Linked DNA regions of Mus musculus: region 1 is linked to region 2. Evidence: chromatin contacts called from public ChIA-PET data. All regions are on one chromosome and are shown on one strand. Each heading gives the region's core, a stretch centred on a gene start, on an enhancer-like site or on the middle of the called end of the contact. The rest is flanking DNA. Distances are from core to core; before and after follow the strand shown.

Region 1 (3,177 bases), core at 133-2,632, 240 kb after region 2:
CTGACGAAGTGGTCATTACAGAGCTGGCTTGTTCTGTCTAGGTCACTCAGAGTGGGGACAAAGGCACTGGGGGGAGGGGGCCTGTTGAGAGAGCACAGCCATTATTCCCAAGTGTGTCTGCTGGCCTGCTGATTCTCATCTTGTTGGAACTAAAAGATGAAAATAGAAGTCCCTTTGTGCTTCCTGGGGCTCTTTCTCAGGAAGGATGCAGGAGCATCCTGGGCGGCCACATGGTGGAGAGAAAGGAACAGATGAAATCCAGGTCGTTGATTCTGATCTCTCATTTCTATGCAGAGTGATTCCATCTCTCTGCCTCTGAGCACAGCAGTCTCCATTTTACAAAGGAGAAGAGGATTTTATGCAGGAATCGAATGAGATCACGTGTCTGACATTTTATTTTTCCAATGTAAACATCATTTCTTTCTTCAGGGTTCTTACAGTACCTGGGACACATGGCAACTGTGCGTTCTCCTTTTTGAATGTGTAAAATATAGCTTTGGGTTTTGAAAATAAAATTTTGGTTTATTTTCCAGGAGTAACTAGTAAACAGCATTCTCTTTGTTTTTGACTGTTCCATACATCATACATTTCTATATAATGTATTATGTTTATATCCACCATATCACTCTCTTCTATACCTCTTCGTTAGCTCTGAGATTTCTTTTTTCCCACCTAATGTCCCAGTGTCTACACTATTAAACAAAATAGCATCCCATCTTCCAAGGATTGTCGATAGTTATTAGGCCCTCAGGAAGAGATGAGAGCTTTCTAGGGAGGGGAGCAGACACATCCTTTATCCATGGTGGGAAGTTAAAGGTTCAATCTTATGTGGGTTCCTTGTGACGATGTCAAATCTTGGTGGCAGTGTTATAGACTTAAATGAGAGAGGAAAATTGCCAAGATGCCATCTAAGAAGCCACACCAAGAACTCAGAGAAACAGAGAGGGAAGAGAAAGGATCAGGGAGATACCATGGAAGCAGTGGTCTTGTGTTGGGTCTAGGAATGTGTAAGATTTCAGTGTACAGCAGTAAATTAAAGGTGACAAGGTAAGGAGCCACACCCATGAGCCCCTAAGTGTCGCCTGACATTACAGCAGCACGCAGCGTGTTCAGTGTCAGTTTTTTGGCATTTGAACTGCAGATGAAACAAAATTACACAACTACAACTTCTAAATATTTCCCACAATCAGACTAATTTCAACATTGACAGAAGCAGAAAACCACTGTTTAGCCAAGATCCTACGGAATTTTCCTAGCCTCAGCTCTGAGCTTAGACAAAGAAGGGCTCAAATTCCCCCACTTTCCTTTCTTTTAACCACCCCTCTGTCCCAGCTTGAAGGACTATTATGCACAGGACTACAACCCCAAACAGGACTTTGACACTCGTCACCATGGTGATTAGAGAAGAGATTTGTTGCTGTTTTCCATGTAACAGGTGATAGGGACAATTATCTGCCTAACCAGCTGCCTAACCTGGTTGTGGACCAAGGTTATTTAGGCTGGTTCCCTATGAAAACAAAAACTTGAAAACCTTCCATGTTCCTTTTACCCTCTGGGTCTACCATGCATCTACTGGGGATGTGTTTCCTAGCAAGGCCCCTGGCTAACATTAGGGGCCTCTCTTAGGAGCCTCTGTTAGGTCTAACACCCCATGCACCCCTGTTCTGAAGACGTGGCACCCGCTGTGTCTCAGCAGTTCCCCATAAGCTGCCAGCCCCTGGCACAGACATTAGCTGTTAACTGTGTTTCCCCTGGAATACCCTGGATGAGCTGCTGACAGGGACCACAACTACTGTTTGCATTTCCTAATTTAAAAAAACAAAAACAAAAACAAAGTGTGTGTGTGTTTGGCAATAGAGGAAAGTCAAGTCAGGCAGGCAAGTTCAGAGTCCAGCCATAGGGGAGAGGGTCCTGGGTCCCCTCCATTGAAGTGTTTGGGGGAGAGCAGGGTTCCCAGAAGATGAGGTGACTTTCAGAGAAGGACAGCATCCCTGTAACCCCAGGCACATCTCTGAAAACAGAGCTGAGAGAGAGTCACAAGTTGGAGCATACTAGTAAGCTAATAAAAGTGTTAAGAAGTAAGACAACATAAAAAAAAAAAACTGATAACTGGAACTCAGGAGAAACAAGAATTCTGAAAAGGATCCTGAAGACTGTTGGCTGAAGCCAAGTTAACAGTCCACGATATTATTACGAGACTCAGCAAACCTAACACTAAAAGAGCATTCATTACCCCAGGGACAATGCCAGAAGGAGATCAGCTCCTGAGAGAACTGTGTGGGTGGAACCAGAGAGCAAGAGTTGAGAGTGGGACAAAGGACTGGAGTTACAGCTTGAAGAAACTGGGGTCTGCATTTAGAAAGATAAGAAGACAGAAGAGGTTCTCATTTAAAAAAAACAGGACATGTCTGCCAGAGACACAGGGCTCCTTCATTCAATGTAAACTCAGAAAAATAACACACTGTATTCACACATATAAAACATATGCATTTCTTTTTAAAAAAAAAATGAAAACAAAACAAAGCAAATCAACCAACCAAACTCCAAACAACCTGGAGGCCATTGGTCTAAGACCTCAGAGTGATGATAACTTATAAAACCTCGGGATGGAGAGTGTGTCTCTTAATTATTTCAATTGACTATATGAAATTACTCATACATTCATTGTCTCCAAAGAGATAATCAGAAAAATGCTAACAAAAGGACACCTTTGCACTGTTTTTGATGCTGCAAGAGACTCTGCTGCTATTAAATAATGTTTTTCTGAGCCCCAGCTTAAGTCTATCTCTCGGTCTCTATCACCTATGCACCATCTTTAGAGAAAAGAGTATCTTCTCCATGATTACGGTATCATGAGTCCTTTTTTTCCCCTTTATGATATTAAATGTAACTGTTAAAAAATGAAATGAAAGAAAACCCAAGTCTTCATTCCTAGATGTGATTTCCATTCTCCAGAGCCACATTCTTGACTGATTTTTTTTTCCCTGATTCACATTTGGCTGAGCTAACATGATTGGCTCTTTTGAATTTGGAAAGATACTTCTTCACTGACCCCAATAATCTGTTTGTTGATTTTACTCAAACTAATCTATTGACTGAATTTCTTGCCCTTGTTTTCAAGTGGAAAGCTAATTATACAGCCTATGTCTGTGTTATAAGAGGTTTGTAAGTGTACGT
Region 2 (2,915 bases), core at 84-2,583:
GTCTCTCTGTGGCAGGGTTTCTCATTGAACCTGGAGCTGACTCCTGTCTCTGCCTCCACAGAATTGAGACCACAGGTGCACACTACCGCACATGGCTGTTTTCCCGGGTCCAGAGGATTTGGATTCAGGTCCTTCTGTTTATGGGAGACAAGCACTTTACCTGCTGAATCATCTTCCTCATCCACATACAGCTTATCTTTAATATTAGTTCGATGCAACCAAGAATTGCCTGGAAGAGTAACCTCAGTTGAATTGCCTACATCAGGTTGGCCTGTGGACATTCTCGATTGCTATTTATATAGGAGGGCCCAGCCTACTACGGGCGACAAGACTGTAGGCAGGTGGGCCTATGCTGTATAAGAAAGGCTATGTGAAGAAATCAATAAGCAACTTTTCCCCATGGTTTCTGCCTCTGTTCCTGTTTGAGCTCCTGTCCTGGGGCTTCCCTCAATGACGGTGTGTGACCTGGAGGTTTTAAATGATTTTCCAGGCTCTTCTCAACTGCAGATTGTTGGTTTGGAGTGTGTGGTCCTGGTGGCCCCACTTCACACCATCAAGAAGCATTTGTCCTGCTTCAAGGAGCCCGTTGGTGCAGTGTCTGGAGCTGTCTTGTCATGTTGTGTGACTTGGTGTTTTCAAAGTAATGTGTGCAGCTCCCATTCAGGTATAGACAAAGTGGTCCTCACCTTCCTGGTCGGTGAATGAAGGAACTGATGGAAAGAGATAAATAAGATGTGTGGGTGTGGGTGGGGCATATTCCTCTGTCAGGGAGCACACGGAGACTTGGAGAGATGAGACAAACATGTTCCTGTCTAACTAAAGAACCAAGGAATTGTTGTTACAACTCTAAACACTGCTCTGAGTGGATGGGTTCAGGTCTAGGTCCTCCATTTATCCTCTGATGGGTTAGTTATTGGAAAATGAACCACAAAGGGAGTAGAAATACAAGGGGCAAGACATGCTAAAGGGGAGGGGGCAAGAAAGGGTCCAAGGGGAGGGGGCAAGAAAGGGTCCGAGGAGATGGGAGAGTCTGAAGAAGGAAAACCTGATTCAAAAGGAAGGGGAAGAAAATATCTTCCCTGTATCCTGGGGCCATGAGTAGATGGCAGTGGTCTGGTGGGGGGCTCATCTATCTTACAGGCTTTCTAGGAGCTGACTGAGTCTGGAAACAGACTTTGGGGGCAAGTGGAGCTTTGCTGAAAGGCATCTGCTTGCCTCTGAGTACAAGAATACTGCCAGCTGGGGAGAAAAGTGCTCTGAGGCCTTCTGCCCTGAGAAGCCTGGCCTACTAGCCCGACTTGACCTAGGAGTAAAGTTCATCTCTTTTCCACAGTCTACCTCACTTCTCCCTCCCTGCTGTGCACCCCACCCCCTCAGATTCTCAGAACTCAGCCTCATTGGATTCCCGGAAATGGCTGGTGCAACTTGGTAACCAAATCCTCCGAATCCCTTTGTATATCTTTCTGCTTCTCTGCCCTCTCCACTGGTGTCCTTAGGGTTGTGTCTGGTTACAGAGTAGAGACCTGCCAAGCCAGGCTGACCCCTGTGGATGGTATTCAGCAAAATTCTAGGCTTGGATTCTCACAAGTGAGGGCCACTCTTCCCTCTCCCTGACCTGACTTTCTTGGAGGAGCTTGGTAGGCCTGGTCTTCCCCTTGCAGAGGCTTCTCCTTATACCCAGAGGTCTCCTCCTGACCAGGGGTCTCCACCTACCCAGGCTTCTCCACAAATTGAGGGATTCCAGGTCCTGGAAAGTGCATTTTCATTGTCCCCAGAGAAGTCTTTGATTTCTAACCCAGGCTGTAGGCTGTGGTTTCCTGTCCTGTATCTCCTTTGTCTAGAGCCTTCCTCTTCTCCGTGGGGAATTGTTATTATTTGTTGACTACATCTCATTAGATCAGAGAAGGGAATGGATGACATTAGAGTCTTTCTGGTAAAGAAATATAGCTTGGTTTGGTGGCAAAGGCTTATAAACAGGGAAGTCTAGGCATAATGGTTACTCAGGGGGCTGAGACAGGAGGATCACACGTTTGAAGCCAGCCAGGGTAACCCTGTACCAAAAAGAAAAATAAAAAGAGGCCCTAGAAGGTACTCAGTCGATAATGTATGTGCTTCACAGACACGAGGACCTGGTTTTGATCTCCAGCACCCACAAAAGAAGCCAGGCATGGTAGTATGTGTTCATAACATCAGCACTGGGGAGCTAGAGACAGGAAGATGTCAGCCAGTCTAGCCTAGTTGCTGAGCTCCCAGCCAGTAAGAGGCCTTGTCTCACAGGAGGTAGGTAGCATAGCATTCCTGAGGATGACACCCAACATTGTCCTCTGGGCTCCCCATACATGTGTATACATGTAGGTACTCACCTTCACACACATGTACACATACCTGCACACACACAAACGTGCATGCCCATGCACAATCCCATGGATTAAAAAAGTGTGTAGAGCTATAACCCAGTGACAGGATGCTTGCTATGCATGTGAGAGGCTTAGAATTAAAAACTGATCAGACACCTCAGTCCACACAACTAGGATGCTGCTTAGATCGTACATCCAAGAAACAGTCAAAGAGAGGGCCACAAAGAAGGGAAAAGTGAGGGAAGTTGACGAGGAGTGAAGTCTTTGTCTGGGTGCTTAGGGCTTCTGATGGGAGTACGTCGAAGGTTTGGGAGTAGGCTGTGTTTGCTAGCAAAGAAGGCTGGCATGTCTTTGGCTCTCACAAAATATTTGGACTCTGTAGTGGGCAGGCAATTGCTGAACAACAACAAAATCACACCGCTCAACTTCCTTACAGTACAACTGAGGGAAATGTAGTTGCCAGGAGGTCTCACGTCTCTGAGCTGTTCCACCCTAGACTGTGGGGGAGAGAAATGGCTGCCACTCCCCGGGTAGAGTCTGTCTCCTCAGTGGGGAGAA

Evidence for each region. ChIA-PET counts read pairs in DNA pulled down with a chosen protein or histone mark.
Region 1: an SMC1A ChIA-PET map of the G1E-ER4 cell line shows a contact between it and region 2, with 6 read pairs. The contact joins two enhancer-like sites. A contact is called at or near these places in 4 of 39 promoter capture datasets (embryonic stem cells, hippocampal neurons, liver and 1 more), 3 of 15 datasets of contacts at CTCF or cohesin (the G1E-ER4 cell line, pro-B cells and stem cell-derived epiblast-like cells) and 12 of 484 Hi-C or Micro-C datasets (the C2C12 cell line, the G1E-ER4 cell line, the HL-1 cell line and 7 more).

What each region holds. Positions count from the first base shown.
Region 1 is chr1:73,270,944-73,274,120 of GRCm38.p6, forward strand. All of the region lies in intron 3 of Gm29185 (a long non-coding RNA gene), which reads left to right. Among named protein-coding and RNA genes, the nearest start is that of Gm31344, 91 kb to the right of the region's middle. Within about 2 kb of position 1,383, at least 9 of the 459 cell types and tissues checked have an H3K27ac peak or open chromatin away from gene starts, as enhancers often do. A contact at or near this core is called in the G1E-ER4 cell line, where this site is marked.
Region 2 is chr1:73,035,353-73,038,267 of GRCm38.p6, forward strand. No RefSeq gene overlaps it. Among named protein-coding and RNA genes, the nearest start is that of 1700027A15Rik, 21 kb to the left of the region's middle. Within about 2 kb of position 1,334, at least 21 of the 459 cell types and tissues checked have an H3K27ac peak or open chromatin away from gene starts, as enhancers often do. A contact at or near this core is called in the G1E-ER4 cell line, where this site is marked.